3 separate regions of the Gossypium arboreum genome follow, and regions 2 and 3 are each linked to region 1. A link is a contact called in public Hi-C data. All regions are on one chromosome and are shown on one strand. Each heading gives the region's core, a stretch centred on a gene start, on an enhancer-like site or on the middle of the called end of the contact. The rest is flanking DNA. Distances are from core to core; before and after follow the strand shown.

Evidence for each region. A called contact is a pair of places that touch in the nucleus more often than the background predicts.
Region 2: a contact with region 1 is called in a Hi-C map of leaf, with 2.1 times the contacts expected there. The contact joins the promoter of LOC108458249 here to the promoter of LOC108485844 in region 1. A contact is called at or near these places in 2 of 5 Hi-C or Micro-C datasets (both in leaf).
Region 3: a contact with region 1 is called in a Hi-C map of leaf, with 2.4 times the contacts expected there. The contact joins the promoter of LOC108485527 here to the promoter of LOC108485844 in region 1. A contact is called at or near these places in 2 of 5 Hi-C or Micro-C datasets (both in leaf).

What each region holds. Positions count from the first base shown.
Region 1 is chr7:75,813,597-75,817,133 of ASM2569848v2, forward strand. LOC108485844 (NAC domain-containing protein 43-like) reads right to left here and starts at 1,732. Exons shown (of 3, transcript XM_017789691.2): 1 at 1,025-1,732; 2 at 676-947; 3 at 1-372. The coding sequence starts at 1,208.
Region 2 is chr7:75,983,262-75,986,798 of ASM2569848v2, forward strand. LOC108458249 reads right to left here and starts at 1,851. Exons shown (of 6, transcript XM_053030691.1): 1 at 1,533-1,851; 2 at 1,213-1,414; 3 at 987-1,116; 4 at 539-656; 5 at 339-375; 6 at 1-242. The coding sequence starts at 1,404. It overlaps LOC108458291 (60S acidic ribosomal protein P1), which reads left to right and starts at 1,876. Exons shown (of 4, transcript XM_017757637.2): 1 at 1,876-2,024; 2 at 2,179-2,258; 3 at 2,438-2,662; 4 at 2,765-3,000. The coding sequence starts at 2,187. The coding sequence ends at 2,818.
Region 3 is chr7:75,669,100-75,672,636 of ASM2569848v2, forward strand. LOC108485527 (CBL-interacting serine/threonine-protein kinase 9) reads left to right here and starts at 1,926. Exons shown (of 14, transcript XM_017789377.2): 1 at 1,926-2,522; 2 at 2,826-2,888; 3 at 2,993-3,064; 4 at 3,190-3,297; 5 at 3,404-3,484. The coding sequence starts at 2,331.

The DNA.
Region 1 (3,537 bases), core at 482-2,981:
TGAACATTCATTGTCCGTCAACATGGGTTGGTAACAGCTCTGGCTGCTGGCGGAGTTTGGGCTCTCTAAGCTTGGGAGTTCCATGAATGAGTCGGCCGGGTAGACGTTGCTGGTGGATGTCTCCATGGGGCTGAGGAATCTCCTACTCGTACCGTTGTTAGCTTCACTATCGTCCTTGCAATTCCTTTCCATGTATTCTAGTATCTGCTCCAAGGCTCCATCATTGAACGCACGGAACATACGGTCCCTGGCTTTTTCAGTGAGAGATGAGCTAATATGGCTGTCTAGGGTTTTGTGGTGATTTTTCTTCTTGAAGACACGACAAATCACCCATCCCTCTTCTTGTGGCCCCTTCCCCATAGCATTAGAGACCTTGATTCCAAAAAAAAAAAAAAATGTTAATATTAATTTAATGGCCAAAACCTTGTAGGAAAGTTACATAGGCCGTAGATTATTTATTTTCAGATCCTATAGCATTTTCTTTTTCTTTTTCCTAAGCTGTTTATATACGATAAGATGCAACACTTCCAAGATCCAACCTGAAAAGCTAAAGTTTCAACAATTTTTCTCCCTAAAAGTGAATGATGTTGTAGCTGATTTTGATCATTGAAAAATACTGGCAATATAATGAAGGAGGGGAGGGGGAACTAAGAAGGTTTCAGCTTAAAGGTTTACCATATTGGTTTCAGCGATGTTATCTTCTAGTCTGTATTCATGCATGATCCAATCAGATTTTTGGCCATGAGGAGCTCGTCCTTTGTAAAACACCAAAGTCTTCCTCATCCCAATCCGGCGGCAGTTGCTACATATAACTTTGTCACGGCCGGTCGCTTTCCAAAACCCAGCAGCCGTGGCACGGTTGGTCCGAGTCCCAGTAGGGTACTTCTTGTCTTTATGGCTAAAAAAGTACCAATCATTCTGGGGAGTGGTTCCAATTTTGCAGCTCTCTGGATAAGTTACAATATTGATAAAGTAAATGGCAATGGAACACATAAATCAATACTTAGATATGTAAGTAAAATACCTTGAATATCCCAGGGCTCAAGCTTGTTATGATCAACATCCTGAATTACATCCAAATCGATCTTCTCATAGGAAACCTTTTTCCTGAGGTAGTATTGCAATAGCTCCTCTTCGGTTGGATGGAATCGGAATCCGGGAGGGACGTGAGTTTGTCCATTTACAGATATGCTCATGTTTTCCGGCATTTAAGAAAAAAAAAGAAATGAAGAGACCAAAAATAAACTAGGAAAGGAAGATGAGAGAGGTGGTGTACCAAATGGGGTATGTAGAGAATTCTATATATATACACGTGTGTGTACGTTGCAGGACATAAAATGGCCAAAAGATCCTACAATGAAATTACTGCTTTCTGTACTAGTTTAGTTATAGACTGCTTGGAGAAACGACAGTGTGTTGAATTGTAAAGTTGAAAGGAGGATGCAGGGAGAGGTAGGACCCAGTTGGAGGTTGCCTCAATCAAAGTCAAAAAACACTAAACTGGGACCTTAAAAAAGAAGAGCTCCACAGAAAACTACATTTCACCCTTCTCTTTTTAACCCTTCTCCCCGAGGGTGAGGGCTCAGTGAACTGCAACCACCGCCCCCAACGAGAAAACGATAATGGGAGTGAATAGTCTTCTTCAAAAACTCTATCATGGCTGATTTTCAAGTTCAGTTGCATTTACTTGGTATTATCTTTTATACACACATAATAAATTCTTGTTCAAATTGATCTCACTTTATCCGTAGCGCCTCAAGCAGTGGCACGTAATATTAATTTTAGTTAAGAAAGTTTGGAAAGGTCACCATTCTAATCATTTCATGTAAGCTCTGATTTCCTTACCTTTCATCATTAATTTTGGTTAAGATAAAATGACGGATCAACCACTTCATACTTTACTTGTATACTATCTTTCAAATACATATTTATTTGACATGTGCCGCTTGTATATGACATTAATTAGTATTTACTCTTTTCTAGATATGACGGTGGTTGTGATTGAATTAAGTCATAATTTAATTGAATAAGGTTTTCTTTTGACCCTTTTAGTTTAATTAATTAATTTTTAAAGTTAAATAAATCTTTGTATAATTATGAGTTTTAAAGATATTTTGTATAATTATATAAAATATAGAATAAATTGAGATAGAAAAATATTATGGCAAAACTAAACATAACATGCCACAAACACAACTAAATTTAAGAATATGAAAACAAAAGGCTATGTTAAAATTTTATACTATTAAAATCACATACACAATAAGAGCACATAAATATTTTTTTCTAAATTGTATAAGTATGAAAAATTATAAATTAAGACACACTATAAACACAATACAAATTCATAATTTTTTATAAATAATTACACGGTGACAATTTATATATGCAAAATATGATATTAATTCAACATAAAAAGGATTACGATATAAGATAAAAATAACATGAAATGATATATATATCCTGACCAATTCAATTTCCAATTTAATTTTGAAAATCTTGAACGTGACATATACTTAATAATTAATATACAAGACAAAAATAAAATAAATGTGAAAATATACAAAATTGTTATGAATATCCTATTAGGTGGATGTCCATTAAAATCAATATAAGTTTTAATGTACTTTAAATTCTAATAGTGAGTAGAAGTAGATCTTTACTATAAATAGAGATTTTGGAAAGGCTTTGTAAATATTCCGATTAATCAATAAAAATAGGTTCTCTCTTTGTTCTCCCATTCTCTTTGTTCTTTACTTTCTGTCTTTTTTATTTTATAACATGTTATTAGCACAATTCTCATTTAATTATTTTTCTCTATAAGTTACAAAAATATCACAAAATTTACTATTGTCGATTGACTCCTAGAGCTGCTGCTATTTCAATTGAGGCTTGCGCACTATAGGTAATCATTAGAGCATTTAACCACTCAGCTAGGGTGATATCGATGATGTTAAGGACTCTCAGGTATAATTTACTATGATTTATTTATTATATCATATTTATTATAATTGGAGACTAATCATGACAACATGAATAAATAGTTTGATTTAAAGTCCACGCATGTTTGCGATGGTGATTATGAAATAAAGAATCTATTGGGACATTTATAAGTTCGTCCTAGTAAATCTATTGCATTCCCCAAAGTGAATGCAAGCATAAAAGAAAAATAAAAACCAATATTATCTTAATCCATTCCTAAGGTTCAACGGACTAGTCCTAATTAGACTATATTTTAAATGTAGTAGAGCCATGGTTTCTCCTTGCTATATTCAGCCATGGGGTTGAAGATTGACACATTTGGGTTTTAAAATTTGTCTTTTAATTCATTTTACCCCTAAATGACCAAAATACCCTTTTTACTATTCTTTAAATTTTTACCCTTCCAAGCCCATTTTTGTCCAATTTTTTTTTAGAAATTGGTCAAATTGCTCTTTAAGAACCTATAATTAATAATCTAATTCAATTTTATGCAAAATGCTTCTAGAACACAAGTTTTGCAATTTATTCAATTTAGTCCCTAATTTCAAATTAAGC
Region 2 (3,537 bases), core at 601-3,100, 170 kb after region 1:
AAATCCTCACCTGTGGGAGTTATTGCCGAAGGCATTGAAGACGGAAGTGATAGGATCCCCTGCTGAGGCAAATAAGGATACTGTAGCATTTGGGGATATTGGACACCAAAACCATGAGCTTGGCTATTTTGTGCATATTGAGCATAAAATGGATAAAAATTATAAAACATTCCGGGTGTCATTGATGCTCCGGCAGTGTAGTAAGGTGAGAACTGTTGACCTCCATACAAACTATAATAGTTCTGCAAAACACCATCAAATTTAGCTAATCAAAGCAATGTCAAAGAAATTGTTGTTATTTTATTTCTAATTTTCAAGCTCTGTTTATAAACACTAACCAAAGGATAAATACTGTCTTGGGAGTATCCCGTATACCTGAAAGTAACCAAGCAGGGAATGAGGATGATGAAAGGAGATAAATGAAGCAATAAAGAGTACTAAAATGCATGTTAAAATAAGAAATGCCATTGAGGCTTAACCAGTTGGGATTCATGCAGGCAATGCCATTGAATTTCATTTCTAAAATAATTGAACTCACCCATAAGCAGAGTATGGAATGGAATATTGACTATTAGGTTGTTGGATGAATGTTGATGAGGAACCATGATAAACAGGCGATGCCATCAACCCAGGTGCTGGTCTAAACCGTCCAGCTCCTGCATTTATTGACTTCATCTTAAATTAAATTGTTTCATAACTCTAGTTTTTAGATCCACTTTTCAGTTTACCAGATCGCATTGACCAATATGAAATGTTTTCCCAATATGGTAAAAAACACATCTTCAGAATGAACAAAGGAAAAAAAAAGGAGGATTTTTTGATCCTTTGAAATATCATTATCAAACAATAACTTTCCTCACCCCAAATATTGAAGTGAATATTCGCCAGGACCATTTAACATATGCATAAAGAGTTGGTATTGAGATAAGGAAATGACATTTCAACAAGAACCAATACAATTAAAAAGAAAAAGAGAGAAAGAAAACCATGTTGTGGTGGTGGACGAGTCTTCTGTGCACCCAATGAAGCAAGATTGCAGTTCGCCCTCCTTCCATCAATGGTAGGAGAAGGGTTTTGACATGCTCTCATGGCTGCATCTGGATCCTTAAATGTAACCTGGAAATGGAAAATAAGGATAATCACCTTCTAATTGTCATATGGAATGAATGATATGTATATATACATATTAAGGAAAGGGATGAATAAGCTTACAAAGCCATAGCCCTTGGATCTCCCAGTATTTTTATCTGTAATAACAACAGCTTCAATAATCTCTCCAAATTGCTCAAAATAACGCTTCATGGTATCTCTTTGAGTTTCCCAAGCCAGTCCACCAACAAAGATTTTCGTAAAAGTTGTGTCATTGTACTGCCCTGCTCCTGGATTGTTGCTACCACCCACCATCTGAAATTGCCTTTGTTGAGACATGTAAAAAAACACAGAATAATCTCCCAAATAAAAAAGAGAAACAGAGATGAAAGAAAATGGCTAAGAATCCCACAAAAAAAAAAAAAAAAAAACAAAACAACTACCCCAGAAGCCAAATATAGAGTGGTTAAAAAATGGAGAATTCTTTTTTTCAAAAAAAAAAGTGAACTTTGATATTGGAGAGTCGTTTCTATGGAAGATCACATCACTGATTAATCAAACCCCAAAGCCTTTTTTTTTAAAAAAAAAATCCCTTTGGCCTTCTTCAAGCACTCGTGCAATCGTGTATCATGTTTTTTTGTTTTCTCGGTGTTGTTTTTTCTTTCTTTTTTGTTGTTGTTGTTCGTTGTTTTAGCTGTTGTTTTTTTTTTCCTAATGTTATATAACTGCCACTTTTTTTACAGCCACGATAATTTTATTTTATTGTTTGGTTAAATGGGCCTCCGAAAACATAGGAGCCCAATTTACAGTTTATTTTTTTTTCCCTTTAAAACCCTTTTCCTCAAAGTCATAGAGAAAACCCTAACAACATATTGATCTCAGAGCGGCGCTGCACAGCTTGCCGATAACCCATCACTCCTATATTCATCTTTCAGGTAAATTCGTTGATTTTTTTCCATTTCTTTTCTTGTTTGTTTCTTGGGAAATTTGAATTTCCTTTCTGTTCTTTTTTCGGTATTGATGTAAATCTTTACGTTGATTGTGTTTTGATTGCTTTATTTATTTATTTATTTGGTTTAATTCTAATAGCATAAACGATGTCTTCGGTTGGCGAAGCTGCTTGCTCTTATGCTGCTTTGATTCTCTATGATGATGGCATCCCCATCACCGTATCCTTTATGCAAATAATTTAGGGTTGTATGATTTATTATTTGATTTTTTTTAATACTTTGATAGGATTATTGGAAAATAGGAATTTGATTATTGTTGTTGAGAGATTCCCAATTTGTATGGGAACATAGGTATTTTTTTTTTTGGGGGGGGGGGTTTCTTTAACTGTCATTAATAGGCTGAGAAGATTGCTGCGCTAGTTAAAGCTGCCAATGTCTCTGTTGAGTCTTATTGGCCAAGCTTGTTTGCTAAGCTTTTTGAGAAGTGCGACATTGAGAATCTCATAACCAATGTTGGTGCTGCTGGTGGTGGTGCTCCGGTCGCTGCAGCTGCACCTGTTGCAGCTGCTGGTGGAGGCGGTGCTGCTGCTGCTGCTCCTGCTCCTGCAGAGGAAAAGAAGAAGGTGGAATTAAAAATTACGAATAAATAAGTGGATGTGATATCCTTGTCTCTATTATTTCCTTGCACCATTTATACTGATATGTGATTCTTTGGCTATTTGCAGGAGGAACCAGAGGAAGAGAGTGATGATGATATGGGATTCAGTTTGTTTGATTAGGAACTCCTTTTAGTGTGTGATTCAGTCGACTACGGGTTTAGCGTATTAAGTATGACACTAACTCTTTTGAGTTTTATTGATTTTGGTATTTTTCTCTTAATTAGAAGTGTTAATTTAAATGAAGTGACACTGATGAATGCTTCCTTTTTGAATTATAAGTTTGAATTTTCTTATTTATACAAGCATATTTGACCTTTTTTTTTTTTGTTTCATTCTTCATTGAGTGTTGAATGGTATTTGCTTTATTCTTTTGCAATGCATGTTTTTGTGTTGGTTTTGATTGTTGGTTCATTATGCTTATAGATGACATCTCTTGATTTGATCCAACTGAAATTATCAGTTGTTGGGAATAGCTATTTGATACGAAGAAATAAACTGTAGTGAATTTCTATATTATCTATTGTAGAGTGGAAAAGTAGGACGAGAAGAAAAAGAGTAGTAAAATGGAAGGGCAGAAAGAAAGAACCGAAAAGCTGAAAGACAATATTTTTCAAATTTTGTTTTCTTTTAATCATATGTTCATTTTGTATTTTTCTACTTTTTCAACTTTCCATCTTTACGATTTTCTTCACCAATATTTCATTCTGATTCTTTCTGGATATTCCTTTAAAAAATACATAAATTTGCTGGATATTACACGCAAAATCTTTTGATTTTAAGTGCTAATCAGAATGATTAGTTATGCAGATCATGGAACCTCTCCAGCAGTTGGATCAAAA
Region 3 (3,537 bases), core at 676-3,175, 140 kb before region 1:
TTTTGTCTCGATTCATAAGCTTCATTATCTCGAGAAATATAAACATTGAAGCAAATTTTCAAATTTTTTTATGAGTCTTGTCTCGAGACATATTGTTAAAACTTGACAAAAATAATTTGGATTCGATTCCTAATCTTGTATTAGACTCTTCCTAAATTCTAATTGACTAGATTAAATATATGTATTTATGTGATTTAACTTTATGGATTTTTAATATTGATTGATATGAGTTGCTTTGGCAACATAACGTGATATTTTACATTTGAATCCAATGATCGGATCGAGTGCAGTGTGTCACAACCACAACTTTTGAACTTGCATTCTGTAAATCATCCAAATATCCTCGTTCAGATCAATGTTCAATGTGGTCGATTTTTTTATCAGCCCTAGTCATGTTCATGGTTCATGGTTCATTGTCATTGTTGTTGGATTCCCTCTTCTTAAAGATGATTCAAATGTTAATGGTACCAATATTGAAATTTCAAGTTGCAAATAAACCCAAAAAAAAAGTGTTTTGGACTAATTATAGAGAAGTCCCTAACTTTTAACTATCAAGTCAATTAGTTGATTAATGAAAATTTTAAAGGTAATGAAAATTTTAAACAATTATCTGAATTAAAGTGATTAAATTAATAAAAAATTTAAATGATGAAAATAAAATATACTATTTAAGATGATGTGCTGTGGCTTATCCTAAAAACAAATAAATTATAACAGTGATTCAAAATTTAAGCGTGATCATTATATTTATGGATATTTTTATTTGGATTTGACTCCTGCCATATTACGCTATAATTTGTTATTTGTTGAATTACAATGTTAATGGCACAGAACAGTTTGTCTTTTAAGGATACCTGTGCTTTGTCCCTGGTTAGGGTGTAATCAATCAAATCCACTTAATTTAATTAATTGGTTGATTAATCAATTTAATTTGATTGGAAGTTGGTTAATGATTTTTTAAAAATTCAATTTTCAATTAATTTAGTTTGAAATTAGGTAATTAATCGAACTTAATAATTAATAATATAAATTATATGTAATTTTAATTCGGTTAACCGACCGAATTAACCAAAATCTTTCGGTTTGGTTAACGTTTAAAAGATTAAAAAGTTCGATTAATTCAGTTAATACTAATTCAGTTCAATTCGGTGCCTAGACATGATGATGGGTCGGGCTGAGAAAGTGGAAGAGTTTAAATAAAAATATAGGTCCGAAAAATAGACTTGGACAAAAAAATGAAACCTGTTTTCTAAACCGATCGAGTCTTGGGTAAGCTTTTTTGGCCTTAGCTTGGCTCGAATTTGCAAAAAAATAAAAATAAACTGCTGCTTTTGTTGCTGTTTTCATTATTTTTGTTGTTGTTTTGTCATAGTTCTGGTGCTATTTCGCTATTATATTATAACTATTTTATTGTTATTGTTTGAATATTGTATAACTCTTATTTTATTATTATTATTTTAGAGGTATTTGTTTACTAAGTTGCAACTATCTTAGGGTTATTTAAGTGTAAATAATTTTTTTAAAATTTATACATGTTATAAAATAAAGAGAGATGGAGAGCGTAAAGAACAAAGAAAATATGGGAAGCAATAGAAAATATATTTTATTGATCAATAGGATCAATATAATGCTTGTTCAAAATTTTATTTGTAGACATAAAAGTATAAATGAAATAGACATTTACTTAATAATATATTCATAACAATACATTTATTTTAATGTTTGTACTTATAGTGTATTTGATGTATTTTATTTCTAAAATTTATTTTTATATAAAATTTTAATATAAAATTTTAATATAAATGGGCTGAATTGAACTTAAATTTTAACTTTTTTATGTGAATTAAAATTGAACAAAATTTTAACTCAGGCCGAATCAAACTTAAAAACCCGCATAAAATTATATTAAGATCCGACGGGGGTCATCTTCACCTCTAATCGTGCCCCTCTGCCCTAAAAAGAATAAAACAAATATCAGGTGTAAATAGGAGAGACAGATGGGTAAAATTACGAAGGCCACGGAAGGGACACGGTAAAACTAAATCGGATCCACGTCATCAGCGGTGGACCCCAGCCTCCCAAAAAGTGCAAATAAATAAATGGCATCATAAACATCGTCATCAATATCATTTTGATTCAAACAGCCATCCTCCTTCCCCTCTCCCTCTCCCTCTCCCTCTCCCTCTCCCTTCTCCCATTTGTTTTCCTTCACATTCCTCTCACCGTTTTCGGCCGGGCTTGCAATTTTGATTTAAAAGAAAACCATCTTGAAAATCAATAACGAAAGGAAATTGAAATCGGATCGAAGGGTTGAGGGCGAGAGGAGAAGAATGAGCACTAAGAAGAAAACATCGCAGGGTCACTTGAGTAGAACACGCATAGGAAAGTACAAGCTGGGAAGAACCCTGGGTGAGGGGAGTTTCGCAAAGGTCAAGTTCGCTAAGAATGTCGAGACCGGCCAGTGTGTGGCGATCAAAATCATGGATCGTGATCAAGTTCTACGTCACCGTATGGTCGAACAGGTGATCTCCCTTTCCAATGTCCCACCATGCATATTTTAAAACAACATTAAATTTAAAAACAAAAAATTGCATTTCAGTTATCTCCCTCCGCCGCCAATAAACATGGGGTCTCACGTAAACTTTACTACGGAAACAGGGAACCACGTGGGACCATGTTTAATGTGGGGGTCTATAGGTCAAACGTTGGATTAAATCGAATCTGGGTTCATGATTAAATATATTCACCTGTTTCATATTCAATCATTAATATTTTCGTTTCTTTGTTTTTTTCTCTTTTAATGATTGCAATTTTATTCGGGGCAGATAAAAAACGAAATCTCAACGATGAAGCTCATCAAGCATCCCAATGTCATTAAAATATTTGAGGTAAATAAAACTAATGTCTGCAATTATGGTGTTTGGTTTACTCTGCTTTGCATTGTTGATAAGATTTTTTTTTTTTTTACTTTAATTTTGCTTCTAATGCATAGGTTATGGCGAGCAAGACAAAGATTTACATCGTGATCGAGTTCGTTAATGGTGGCGAGCTCTTCGACAAAATTGTAAGGACTTGTTGGGCATTTATAGTTAAATGAAGATGAAGCAAATTTTATATAAATTCGCTCATTGAGTTTCTATTCGCAATAGCAGTTTATTGTTTAAAGTAATAAATCTTTGATATTTATAGGCCAGGCACGGGAGACTCAAAGAAGATGAGGCTAGAAGCTATTTCCAGCAGCTTATTAATGCTGTTGATTACTGCCACAGTAGAGGCGTCTACCATAGAGATTTGAAGGTTCAGCTTCAATTAACTGATTGATGACTGCTTAAAAGCTTTCCACTTTGGAACTTGGGTTTTGCTTCCTGATTCATATGTGACATGTTCATTTCATTTTTTGCAGCCAGAAAATCTTCTTTTGGACTCCTATGGTGTTCTTAAAATTTCAGACTTTGGATTGAGTGCTTTCTCACAGCAAGTTCGGGTAAGCATTTACTCATTTGCTAGGATGGTTTCTCGATACAAAAAGTTCTAATA